2 separate regions of the Pan troglodytes genome follow, and region 2 is linked to region 1. A link is a contact called in public Hi-C data. All regions are on one chromosome and are shown on one strand. The core of a region is the stretch at or near the end of the contact, and the rest is flanking DNA. Distances in the headings are between cores, read along the strand shown. Region 1 holds the start of HIVEP3 (HIVEP zinc finger 3). Region 2 overlaps HIVEP3 (HIVEP zinc finger 3).

Evidence for each region. Hi-C and Micro-C count contacts between places; a contact is called where the count stands out from the background.
Region 2: a contact with region 1 is called in a Hi-C map of stem cell-derived neural progenitor cells, with 2.3 times the contacts expected there. The contact joins the enhancer-like site here to the promoter of HIVEP3 in region 1. A contact is called at or near these places in 1 of 7 Hi-C or Micro-C datasets (stem cell-derived neural progenitor cells) and 1 of 1 datasets of contacts at active chromatin or transcription factors (stem cell-derived excitatory neurons).

What each region holds. Positions count from the first base shown.
Region 1 is chr1:189,049,092-189,055,503 of NHGRI_mPanTro3-v2.0_pri, reverse strand. It overlaps HIVEP3 (HIVEP zinc finger 3), which reads right to left and starts at 4,675. Exons shown (of 9, transcript XM_054665933.2): 1 at 4,166-4,675.
Region 2 is chr1:189,447,489-189,454,630 of NHGRI_mPanTro3-v2.0_pri, reverse strand. It overlaps HIVEP3 (HIVEP zinc finger 3), which reads right to left. Exons shown (of 9, transcript XM_054665933.2): 7 at 3,950-4,036. Among named protein-coding and RNA genes, the nearest start is that of EDN2, 33 kb to the left of the region's middle. Within about 2 kb of position 2,095, at least 11 of the 24 cell types and tissues checked have an H3K27ac peak or open chromatin away from gene starts, as enhancers often do. A contact at or near this core is called in stem cell-derived neural progenitor cells, where this site is marked.

The DNA of each region.
Region 1 (6,412 bases), core at 3,426-5,925:
TCACCTCCTCTGCCTTCCAAGCCCTCTGGGACTTCAGGGAATACCTTTTCTCCATCATATTACAATTAGATACAGGGAACCTTTGGAGAGTTCTGAGTATTTGTGATTATATTCAATAACCTGTTACTGACAGTTTCTTTTAGTTAAAGAATTTTTTCAAGTAAGTTACCAAAACAATGAATGTATGTACATCTAGAAACTGAGAAATACTCTTCCATGACTTTTAATTAGGTCCTCACGTTTTCCACATATGTATTGAATTTTTAAAATACTATTTTAAAAGGGTCTACATTTATTTTCCTCTACTTTTGTTTTTCCTCTTGCCTTTGTTTTGGAGCAAATTTTAACTGAACACATTGTCAGAGGGTCAGGCCAAGTTTGGCACTGCTCGTGTATCTCAGCCACCTTCCAGTTTTCAGCACGATGTCTGAACTGAAAAAACACCATTGTTTACCATAAGGGTGTGGCCATGACAGCTTGAACAACATCCGGGTAGTGGTAAGTCTACATTTGCTACACAGATGTAAGAAACAGATAGCAGTAGGGTCTACCTCTCCTGCTCCATCTTTTCCATCACCAGGTCTCTTCCAACTCCAGAATTAAAGTCATCAAGTTGGAACAACTCTAAGTGTGTTTCCTGATCATAACAAGACAGGTTGAGGTTCATGAGTATTTTCTTTAGTATTAAATGTTAGAACATAACCACTAATAATAACAGTAGCATAGTAGTTCCCTGATAAATTTTGACAAAAGATCATAAAGTTCTCAATTTCAACAGCAGGGCTTTATAGTTGTAATATAATTTTGACCAGTAAGCCACCGGCTATCCAGAAATCTCACAGGTGCCATTATCATGGATAGTTGCAGTTTTTTCTCTAAGAATCATGCAAAAAAAAAAATCTTTTGGGGATACTTCAAAACTCTGTCTTTTTAAATTGGATGAACAAAATATAATTTTAACTTCTATGGATACATGTGGGTCATTGTGAGCATCAGTTACTATGTTATAAAACAGAGTACCAAAGATCCATCAAAATACATAAAATTTCACTGAATTGCTTACATTAAATGCTCATATCAGCTTTAGAATTCCATGCCTTGAATTCTTGTGCCTTTTAAATTTTTTTTAGTTTTTCTGTTTTTTACTCTTACTTCTTACTGATACTTGATAAAAGAGCTTTAATAATCCTTGCACAGTACAGTATCAGTTGCTTCCAATTTGCTAGGTGCATTTGACAAACTAATAACCAAGCCTCTTAAAACTTGAAGTAAATGCAGAGGCCTGAAAGAGGGTATAAAATTTCCTCCAATGATCAAAATTCATAAACTGTAGCTCATGGACTTATGACCTTTCTCTTGATTTGCCATCTAGGTCCCAACTGGATAAGTGAAATTATGTAAATGTGAGTTCCAGATTGTTGTGGTATTATCCTAATACCTATCAACTATATAGCATATGTTACTAAACGTATCTCATTTTTCTTCTCAAGATAGTTCAGTGGTCTTGGTAAGGTTATGATGGTTACACCTACTTTACAGATAAGGAAGAAAATTGGTCATGGGCTTTGGCCAAGTCTGACCCAGAATGCTAGTGCTGCCTGTTGATACAGCCAGTGTTTTCCAGCCCTGCCCGCCCAGTGCATCTGCAGATTTGTAAATACACTTTGACTCCACAGGAAACAGGATGGAGAACAGCATGTCAGGGACTCCTTGATGGGCAGGATGGAGGGCAAAAAAGAGCCTTAAAGACATTAGGGAATTCACAGAGTAGGGAGTGAGAGACAAGTTAAATGCTATTCAGTTGTCACACAGCTTTCTTAATGTTATCTTTCATCAAATCATGTCCTAGAACCTGCCAGGACTTCAGACTAAATGCATCTTCTTCTTGCCTGTACCTTTCACACACTAAATGTCTCAACAGCTCACTTGGCAAGGACCCAAAGGCAGCACACACTTCTCCACTCCAAGGAGGGTGGCTGCCACTAAACACAATGGGCGGAGACAGCTCAACAATAGTGCCAGTTGAGCACATCTTGATCCACTGCCACAGAGTTCACAGTAGTAGTTGGCCCTCAAAGCAAACCCACTGGGGTGTTGAGGGCAAAAAAACACTCTTAGCCTTAAGGGGCCAGACTTTGCCATCAAATTAACAAATCTGCCCAACAGCCCCAGGCTGAGGCGCTCAGGGGTGTGACAGGAGGGCCCCTGTTAACAATTCTGTATCCTGTGGGTGCCTTAACTAGATGGAGTGGAGAGGAAGCAGAGAGCTAAGTGTCACACACACCCTCTCCTCCTGCCTGCAGGTGTCTTAGTTGGACAGCTGTCCACCTTCCTTGCAAAAAACTCCCACAATCTTTAAATGCAACTATGTAAAGGGGCTCCAGCCTCTGCAAGCCATCACAACTTTAAAGAGCATATGTCAAACAGCTCAGACGGCATCTGAGGTCTATTCTTCAGCCCCACAGTATAGCCCAACCCCAGAGCACAAGTGACACCCTAGTGGACAGGAACTCCTCCCTACACTGGCTGCTCAGCAGGACCATGAAGAACAGCTGGGACCTGGCCTATTACCTTGGCTTCAGGATTCATTTTCTGCCTGGAATTGGGAAACTGGAGGCCCTGCAGGGGTCCTTCTCCTGGGTCCAACTGTCTTCAGGGTGAAAGAGGGGTGAAATTACCAAATGAAATTTCAGATAAGCAATTACTGGCTGAAAGAGACACAGGAGGGTCTTCAGATCAACACTGACCCAGAGCTAATACCACACTGTCCTCAGAGGGACACACGATCACTGACCTGTGTTCTTCACATTTAAGTTGCTAGAATTATTCCTCCTTGCCCCCACTCTCTCCCTGCCCCCAGCATACACATAATTACATAAAGACGTCTTAAACAACTGTAGCACCCAACTTCTTCAGTCTGGGGGAGAGCCAGGAGATGGTGGGGAGCTGTTTGGGCACACGTCTGATCATTACATAATCACATAAACATGGGCTGGAGAACACTGCCATGCAGATCAGTTCAGCAAACACCTCATTCTCCCTCTTTCCTCTTCCCTCCCCCCGTAACACCCAAAATGCACACCAGAGTTAACAAAACCGAAGCACTCCAGGTAGCCAGTGGGCACCTGGCTGCTGTGGTTACAATGCCAAGGGCTACCAGAAACGTCAGCGTATACCAGAAAGAGGGCCAGGGTGCTGCTCACCCAGCGACCAGATCTGCAGACCCTCTTCCTGCAACCACTGCCCCCGAAGTTCAAGGAAGGGCCTAGCCACAGAAATATTCCTGACCTGCAACAGAAACCAAACCAGCTACGTTAAAGGAAACCAATGCCGAGCCTCCAAGTTCCTCTGCACCACTGCCACACTCAGGAGTCCTCAGCAGCCTGGACAATATCATTAGGGACCATTCGGCACCATCAGTGTTTCCATTTAAAAGATAGTAAAATGTGGGGCATAACTTGGAGGGGACACTCTCTCTGCTAGCAGGGAGGCAAGAATCCCCTATAGAATAGGAGTTTGGTTTGGGTTTGGTTGGGTCAGGTTGGGGGTTGGGAGATGATTTTGCTTTAGGAATATTTTCAGGGGGCTAGGATTAAGGGGGAAAAAGAAAGCTATCCCCTCTGTCTCAGCAGTCAGCATCATACGAATCTCACTCTCAACCAAGCAGGCTACTGCAGTCCGCCTAAACAATCCGGAGCAGCAGCCAAGGCAGCACAAGAAAACGCAGGTGCCACGGAACACGATGCCTAAGCCCCCCAGCCGAGGCTCCTATGGAGCCGGCCGCCAGTGCGCGGGTGCAGAGCCCAGCAGAGCCTGCTGCAAGCAGCGCTGGAGCGCACGGCGCGCATAGGGTTACAGCCCCGCCGCCGCCGCCGCCGCCGCCGCCTGTGATTGACGCGCGGGGGTCACTTGAGGCTCGCGCCGCTCCCCAGCACCAGGCCGAGCAGCGCGCTCAGCCCACCGGGGGCACTGGCCGCCACGCGCAGCCCACCCGGCCGGCCCCTGCGTCTCGGCAGCCGGACACCTTGCCTAAGAAAGGCATACACAAAATGGAATCGCAGCTCGCTATTCTGCTTCTCGGTGCGGCCTCAGGCGAAAACACAATCACAAGGTAAAATACAGCGCAAGGAATCCATCCGCCGAATAAAAACCCAGAGTCCCCTACCTTCGGCCTTGGGATGGCAAACTGGTCCTGTGTTCTCTGACCCACGGATCCAGCCCCTTCTTCATGAATTATTCCGGCCAGGCAGGATTTTGTGCATTTTTTTCATGAACACCTGTTTCAAGTAAGGGGTAAAGACCTTATTGAAAGAATTGTCCTTAAAAAATAACCTGTGCATACGTATGTCCATCCAGGCATGCATGCGTGTTTGTATACACACATATGCACACGGAATAGCCATGTACATTGAAGCACCAAACTAGGCAGTTGGATAATGGGAGAGTCGGCTGGTTGTGAGCATGCTCGCGCCGGGAACAGATCCACCCTCTGTTATTCCTCTGAATAAATATAAATCACGATCAGAAACCCAAACAGAAGCATCCCTCTTGAATTCGTGCTGCTGAAAAACACGGAATAAATTCAGCCTGCAGACACAGAATCTAATCAGCAGCTGTTTTCTGAATCCAGAGCCAACCCATGCCTCGCTTGTCTTTTCCACTAGGAGTCCAGACCTTTTTTGAAAGGGGTTTTAACCTTTTAAAGACACAGTACACCAATTATCACTTAGGAATAGCTGTCACTCCCAGCGCAGGAAGCCAGTCCCATGCCTAAAGGCACAGTAGGCTTGCACACAGTGATAAGGATTTCATTTATTGGTGCTTTTTAAAAAACAACATATATGTATAATATATGTGCATATATATGCACATATGTATAATATATGTGCATATATATGCACATATGTATAATATATGTGCATATATATGCACATATATATCCACACATTATATATATATACGTGGAGAAAAAATGCAAATGCAAGTCATAAATATTTATTGCACTGATGAGCTTCTCAGTGACTAATCGGCACGTTATGTAAACACTATGATCCTTCACTTCTGAACACCCATGTTCACGGGTCAGACGAGACAGGGCACTCTTGTCAGCAAGCGTGTCACACCTCACCAGCCTCTGGCTGCAGATCAGGGGCCAGGGAGCCTCAACAGTGGCTGAAGGGAGTGGGGTCTCTGCACCTGAGAGCTCAACACGGGCACTCCTTGCCCTGCCCTGCCTTGCTGTGCAGTCTCAGGGTCCATGTCCACAAATCAAAGAATAGCTCTGGCACTATTTCTAAAGTCGAACATAATCCAGAGCCACATCGCATTCCAAGACATACTTTCTTTCAACCAGAATCAGGAATCAGAACTACCACCTGAACCTTAGTTAGAGTCTTTACGATTCAGACTTAGGCCTTTCTTCAAGATTTTGTTATTGAGTTCTGTTGTTTTGTTTTTCACTTTTCTTTTAAGGGTGAGCATGGAGGTATGGAGGTAGAAAAACAGGGTAGGGGGAGAGACAACCTCCAGCCTAAATTTTTTTGAAAAAAATTATTCTTCGAGTACTTCAGCCACTCAGATGGTGTTTACTGCAGTTTTGTTCTGGCTTTTAAAGAGGTAGCGCTGAGAAGAAACAAGAGTCCTAACCTTGCTCACGTGTGATAAGAAGGCAAATGTCTTTGACAGTTTCTTTTTCACCCCAGCCCCAGAGCTCCAGCATGGCGCTGTCTGCTCCTCCGCTGGTTCCCGCCTAAGAGCAGCGGCAGTGGCTCACCTTGGGAGCTACAGGGGCGCTCCTACAGCCGCTCCAGCATCACAGCCCATACCCTCCCTTGCCTAGTCCTGCCAGGCAAACCGTGAAAACAAGTGCACTGTCACCCTCCCACCTCATCACAGGCGCTCCTGTGTGGACCCCTCCCAGCGACACACACACACTCTCTTCCTTCCCCTCTTCCAGGGCCCTTTGGCAGAAAATTATCATATTTCATGTGTCATCGCCCAAGCAAGCTGGGTCCATCACTGATTGGCTGGGCCCTAGCAGCCGGAAATGTCACCAGCCACACAGCGTGGAGCTGGCTCTCCCGCAGCCACCACAGACCTGAGCCCAGGAGGCTCTGTGACAAGGCACAGACCTACCACAGAGAGCCTGTCACTCTCTCCCTGGTCCAGCCCCTGCCCCCCCCCCCCGCTTCTCCATCTACCCAGCCCCCCCGGGGAATAGGGGCTGCGAGGGGATGGTGAAGGAGTCTCAGTGACATTCCTATTTTCCCAGCATGTTTGAGAAGAAACTAAAGATGTCTCCAATCAGGTTTATAAATTTGGAGAACTTGTTTTTGACAAAAACATTCTGTCTTCACACTAAAAAAAATCAGTAAGACTGAGTGAAAACAAGATGGTTTTTTTTTTGTTTTTT
Region 2 (7,142 bases), core at 846-3,345, 400 kb before region 1:
GGTGGCTGGCACAATGGCATCTGGCAGGTGGCGGACTCTGGCCTCTGTGGGCGGCTTGGCTAAGCTGGCCTCAGGCTGCAGAGCAGGTCCCCATCCCAGCCACGCTCTTATCTGAGGAGCCACTGCCCTTTTGAAGTCCAGGCTGCCTCTAGCCTCGGGGCCCTCCCATTGCCTGCCAGCCCCAGCTCCACCCCATAGTTTTCGACCTACATGTGGCTGAATGCCCACTTTTGTCCACTTTGGACATCTGACTGCTGCATGTTGAGTGACTTGGAAGCAATTGTTCACAAGAGTAAACAAAAAACAAAATTGTGATACTTGTTTCAGATATTGTTGGACATTTAGGTCACTTGCACTCCTTAAACAGACTATAAGAATAATGACAGAGTTATTGAATAGAGTCTAAAAGTGGGGGTTAGGGCTCTGGAATACTAGCCTCCTGGTCTGATTCCTCTGGGATGACCCCAACCAGTCGGGTCACCTCTAACATGTCAGGAGTCTAGTTTGGGCATCTCTGAAATGGACAGCAATCCGGACGCTGGGGAGAGCTCCGCTAACATCTGGCCTGTTCGCTGGCCCATCACTAGACCATTGGAACCTGTTTCTGGTCTGCAGAGTGAGGTTGCTGACAGGTGGGTTGAACTGGCCAGCCAGCCCCATCGCTCACACATATCAGTACTGCACCCACCTGACCAGGAGGGCTGGCACAGAAACTGACTCAGGCCGCTGGGGCAGCTAGGCTTTGGCTCTCAACCATGCCCAGCTGCCCCGGGGCCAGAAAGCCCGGAACTAGCACTTCCAAGTCACTCAATATGCAGCAGTCAGATGTCCAAAGTGGACAAAAGTGGGCATTCAGCCGGATGTAGGTCAAAAGCTATGGGGTGGAGCTGGGGCTGGCAGGCAAAAGGAGGCCCCTGAGGCTAGAGGCAGGGTGATGAGACCAGAGGAGGAATGAAGGATTAGGATGACAGCAGGGCTGGGGATGGGGGTGAACTTTGTAGTTATGCCCCAGGCATTTACCTCCCTTGCCTAGGACTTTGGGAGGGGCCTAATTCAACACCCGTTCACCTGGCCCTGCCCCTCATTTACATACAGCAAAATCCAGGCACAGATGACCCAGTGAGAGCTGGTGGCTGAGTCTGAACTAAGGTTTACAGCCCTTGCATTATTACGCTGACAGTTTAAAAATGATGTGCTGCACTAAGAAGCAGGGAATGGTCGGGTTTGAATCTCAGCACTACCACTTCCTTGCTGTGTGACGTTGGATACTTTACTTTCTGTGTGTCTGGTTTCCTCATCTGTAAACTGGGTAGCAATAAAAGCACTCTAGGAGGCTGTTCAGAGGACTGTGAGGGTCTGGCACACAGTAAGTACCCAATAAACTTCAGCTCCTGTCATCCCATGATACCCTGTCCCCCCAGTCTCAGCAGGCAGGTAGCTGGGGTGGGATTGTCAGCATTTTGCAGATGAAGGTCACAGGGGTAGTGTTAGGAGTGAAGGAGAGTCAGGACCAGCGTCTCCTGATGTCCAGCAGGGAGGGCTCCTAAAGATCCTCTTTACTAATGTGGAAGTTGAGACCCAGTGGGGGTAATGGCCCGTCCTGGGCACTCAGTGCATGAATGCTGGAAGCCAAGAGTCCCCTGCCCAGCTCGGGGCTGGCCGGGCCCTCCACATCTGCGTTCCTGCAGGGCGCTGAGGAATGCCCCTGGCTGGGCGGCCCCTTCCCAGGGCCCTTGCAGGAGCGGCCCCGCCCCTGCTGGGATCCAGGCCAACGCTCCACAAATGAGAGAGCTTGAGCGCGCGGCGGGCGCCGCTGGGAGAGGCCACACGGTGGCGCTAGCGCCCAGCCTGGCCAGCACCATGGGCAGGGCCGGGGCGCCTCGCTCCTTCCAGGCAGTTCTCCCACGCGCCACCTCGCGTCCCACAGACACGAACTCATGCCCCTCGCCCCGGCATCTGTCTCGTCGCGGGAAGTGGAAACTCCATCCTTCAGTCTCTTGGGCCGTAATCCTTGGAGTCCTCCATGGCTCCTTTTCGTCCTTCCCCCTCCCTTCTGCCCCATATGGGGTCATCTGAGCCTGTGGGCTCTCCCTCCGGAACCTACCCAGAATCCCGCCGCTTTTCCACCTCCTGAGCACACCCGTGCTCCCCGCGCCCACGGCACAGGCCAGAGGACGCCCTGCCTCCCTCCTCCGCTCCAGGGCACCCCCCCATGCCCTTCAGCCCTCAGGCTCTAGCTCTCTCTGAACCGGCTGCCCCCGCGCCCAGCGGGCTCCAGCACGCGGGCCAAGCGCGGTGGCCCCCGGGGACCCCAGACCTGCTGCTCCCTCTGCAGGAGAGCTCCTCCCTGACCCCACGTGGCTCCTGACCCCGGTTCCTCCGGGTGGGTTCTCTGCTCACACCGCCCTGTCTAGCACAGCGGCCCTCCCCACGGGCCCCAGCCCTCACTTGGCTCTTCTGCTTTCTCTTTGGCTTCACAGGCAGGGCCCCTGCTCTACTCCACCATCGTTCCTTGCCCAGCTCCCCTGCCATGCCGACTGCCTGAGGGCAGGAGCTGTCTTATTTACTGCGGAACCCCCAGCACCCAGAACAGAGCCAGGCACAGAGACTGTGCCCAGTAATTACTTCTGGAATGAATGCATGGATTTCGTCCTCAGAAAAGTGGCTCTGAGCATCCTCGTTCGCTCCACTGGGAAAATGAGGCTGGGGCGGGGCAGGGACCTCGGGAGGGCTCTGGCTTAGGTTCAGGCTCCCCTGGTCCAGCCCACCAGGCAGTGGACTGGCATGCAGCCAGGGTTTTTGTGTGACCTTGGGCTATTTTTACCTGTCTGAGCTTTGACTTCCCTGACTTAACATGAGTGACACAAGTTTCTGCCACCTGTTTTGAGGACTCAATGAGACAACATGTGCATATGGCCCAGTGTATCCTTGACAAGCATAGTGAACCCCATTCTAGCTTTGGGGGGGAACAGCCCCAAGTTCACTGTGTTCTGCTCTATAAACATGACTTATCCCACCTAAAAGGAAATATGACTTAACTCTTTTTTGTAAGACCACAAATACATCCCCAAATTGGAAAAACAAAAACAGAACAAGACACACAGTGCGTGCATACACACTCCTCTCTGTCACACTCTAAGTCCTGGGGCTGATTTCAGGGAATCAGTATGCTTCCTGCTTTGCTTGGTGCTGGCGAGATGGCTCCAGCCTCCTTCTGTTGGAGGGACTGCCGTCCACCACCAAAGCCCCTCTGGCCACCTGCCTGACTGCTGAGGCTGGGCAGTGCTCAGCCAGACCCACTGGCTTCGACTCCTCTGCCCTGTCTTCTCAGAGACTGACTCTAAGATGCCTCCTGGGGATTGACCACCATGGCCGGGGTGTGTACGGGGATGGGGCTGGGAGGTGACAAGCGGCTGTCAGGTCTGGTTTGGGCTTTTTTGAAACTCTCCTAGCTCCAAAAGGCCCATGTGTCAGGCCCATGCCAGAGTGTGTAGGCAGGAGTGTGGGTGTGGAGCTTCGGAGAGTATGTGTCCCACAGTGTCACTATGAGGGGTTGGCTGGGATAATTCAGGGCATGCATTTAGAACCTGCCTGACACATAGTGGGCACTCAATCAACGTTGGCTGTAAGTTCTCTTGTGTGCATTTATTCAGTAAACATTCACTGAGTACCCATGGGTGCCAGGCGCTCCACCTGCATGGCAGATGGTAATGCATGATAGCTAGGGCTGCAGAGCAGCATGTGGGGAGGTGGCTCGATCATTCAGGGAATTTAACCTTTGTCTGATAATTGGGAGAACTGAAGGTGAAGCTATTGGAGGGAGAGAGGGGAGGAGGGGGAATGGGGCAAAGCAGACAGAAAGGAAGCAGGGAAGGCAAGCAGGAAAGGTGGAGGAGGACAGGGAAAGCGGACAAGGGGAAAGGGGACGGAGAAGGTTGGCAATTGTTACCTTCTTCGGCTTCCAGCTCCTCCAGCACCCCTGTCTCTTGGCACTTTTTGCTGTGGGCCTTCGACTTCATGTGCTTAGTCAGATTCCCTAGAAAGAAATGAGAATACTTAGGCTCTGCTATGGGGCAGGAGGCCAGGGCGGACCCAGGGCTCATGGAGGTAGCACCTGGCCGGCAGGCCATGGTTTCTCAGGCCAGTCAAGGCCCTGCCAGCTGCAGGGCTGGGCAGGAGCTGGGGTATCCCTCTGCCCCGGTGCTCAGGCCCAGAAGTGTAGCCACAGCTGCTGTTCAGGGCAGTGCACAGCAGCTAGGTGGGGTGGGCGAGGGCTGTGAGGGGACAGACAGTATAATGAGGAAGTGAGATGCTGGTTAAAAAACAAACAAAAAAGAAATTAAAAGACAACTCAAGTGCAATAGTTTTTTTTTTTGTTTTTTGTTTTTTTGCTTCTGATTTAAGTCTGGCCCTAGTAGCTGGTGACACTCATCAGGCAGGACTATTGGCCATCTCAAGTGTGGGATGACGTGGGAGGCTCCCATTGACCGGCATGACGGGTGAGGACTGAGCATGCCCTTCTGGCTGAGGACACCTCTAGGGCAGCTCACAGGGCAGAATTCTAAAGTGTAGGTAGAGAAACCAGGGCAAATTTAATATTAGGCATGGCGAGAGGGCAGAAGGTGAGAGTAGGGAAGTCTACTAGCCAGGGACTCAGGAGCCACAAGGCTGGGGGCCCAAGCTTGGTTTCCATAGGGAAGTCCCATTTCTGGGCCTTCAGTTTCCCCAGGCCAATCTACAGTGCAGACACAGGACCAGGGTGGTTCAGGGAAGGCCTGGGCAAGGCCTCTGTCCTGCTCCATGCCTACAAAGCCCTCAGAGGGGAGGCTGACTTTGCCCCAAGTTGTAGGTCCAGCCCACAAGCTGAAGAGTGGAGGCAGCAGCTCTGTGGAATCAGGGAACAGTAGCAACAGCTTCAGTTCCCCAACAGGTGCACAACATTTCGCAGGCCACACAGCTCTGTGGACAGGAGCGTTCTAGGAAGGACAGGCAGAGCATCCCAGCCTGCCCCAGAAGAACACAGGCCAGATGCCTCAGGATGTTCCTTTGGGCCCAGCAGCTACTCCCAAACCGTGATGTGCTCACTGTTGCCCTGGGGATGGCTATATTTCCATATGGTCATTAACATCATAAGTCATAAGTTCCCTGAGTCAGGTGCTCTGTCCCATTAGTCTAATGAATTGTTAAGTTTGAATGGATGGATAGAGGAGAGAAGAATGGGAAGAGCTAAGCCTCCTGGAGTGGATGAATAGAGTGATTGGTGCGTGGATAGATAAAGTGGATAAAGGAAATATAAAGAGAATGAAGAACAGGAAGAGGATAGACAGAAGGATGGAACGCTAGATGAGCAGATAAGGAGATGAATAGGCAGACGGAGGATAGGTGAGTAGATGAAAACAAATGGAAGGATAGATGGAGAATGGGTCAATAAACAGATGAGATGATGGAGAGCTGGATGGGAGGACAGAGACGTGGATGAATGGAAGAATGGAAGAATGGCTGGTTGGATGGATGAATGGATACATGCACTATTACATGCATGAGAGTACAGACAGAAGGATGAAAGAATGGGAAGTTGGATGGGTGGGAGGACAAATGGGAGAATGGTAGGAACAGATAGGATGAGCAGATAAATGAACAGGAAAACAATTAGATGAGATGGATGGATAGGTGACCAGGGAGAGGGCCCATGGATGAACCGATGGGTGCTTCTTAATCATTCCTAGAATTAGAAGAAATATTTAGGGTTTTGCTAAGAGGTTAATGGGGGAACCTTAAGCTGGGATTCCCTGAGGTGTCGAAGTCAAGGGCAGCAGGGATGGGAGGGGAGCTGTTTCCTTTCCTCTTTCTTCACCTTGGTCCTGGTTCATGACTCTATCCTTCCCAATTTGGGTTTTCCTCCTACAACCGGAAATAAATCTGGATGTGCTACTCCTGGCCATAGTGGGAGCAAAGCCATAACTTTCAGAGTCATCTTGTAGCCAGAGGGTCCTCAGAGGTCCCTATCCAACCTTGTGGACTTCTGCCCTCATTGTCATGAGAAGGCAAAGCCAGAGTAGGACAGTCAAGATGTGGGGAAAGGCAGCTGGGGTCTTCCGCGGATCAGAGATACCCACTGTCCTAAGGTCCTGGAGCCAGGCCCACCCTACCCTGACTACCCCAGGCCACAGAGCACTGTGGACACTGCTCATTCTGGCTATTACCTCACTTGTTGCACCTGTTCTGCGTGGAAGGTTTAGGTCTCTAATGAACCAAGCTAGATGCTGGGCACACAATGGGTGTACAATAGCCATGTATGGGAAATGCCCTTGTCATCGCAGGAGGAAAATGTTGGAAGGAGCTTCAAAGTCCATGTAATTCAACCCCCGCCAGGCTGAGGTTCTCCCTGCTTCTGATCTAACTCTGGGCCCAGGTGCTGATGGCACCATTAGACAAGATCACTGGCTGTCTTGGATGCTGGCAGGGCTGCTTGAACCAACACAGTGAATCAAGTGGCCCACAGTCACAGTGCTGGTTGGTGCCGACCCAGGTCTCAAGACTCTGGGGGCCTTTCCCACTCCATATGGAGGCAGAATGGAACCTAGATGGAAGCTGGCAGCCTTGGGTTTGACTGTGGGCTCTGCCACTTGCTAGCTGTGGGCTCTTGGGCAAGTTCCTCAACCTTCTGAGCCCTGGTTTCTGCAACCGTGAAGTAATACCTACCTCGTGGGGATGCGGGAGGACTTGATGAGGTGACACAAGGAGAGTGGCAGCAGAGTGTGCCTGGCAGAGAACAGACCCCTGTCCCCATGCGAGTCACTCTATTGAGCAGCCCAGGGGCTCTGCCACGCACCATGCTGGGTGTGGAGGAAGAGATGCTAAGATGATGCTTTTGGTGAAATGGTTTTACCTTTCTCAGGAGAAGGCACCAGGGAGCCCCCCAAAGGCCTGCCTCTCCTCTGCCCCTGCCACGGGGGTGCAGGGAGGAGTCAGGATCGGAGGTGACTTTGCGGGTCCAGGAGTGGACACTGGATGGGCAGCCCTGAGTGCTGTCCGGGTCCCTCTGTGACTTCCCCTCTCCAGGCCTGTCTCCTCCTCTGTGAAAGGGGAAGGTGGGGCACACGGCTGCAGGCACAGCCTGAACACCACTTCCCTGTTGAGGG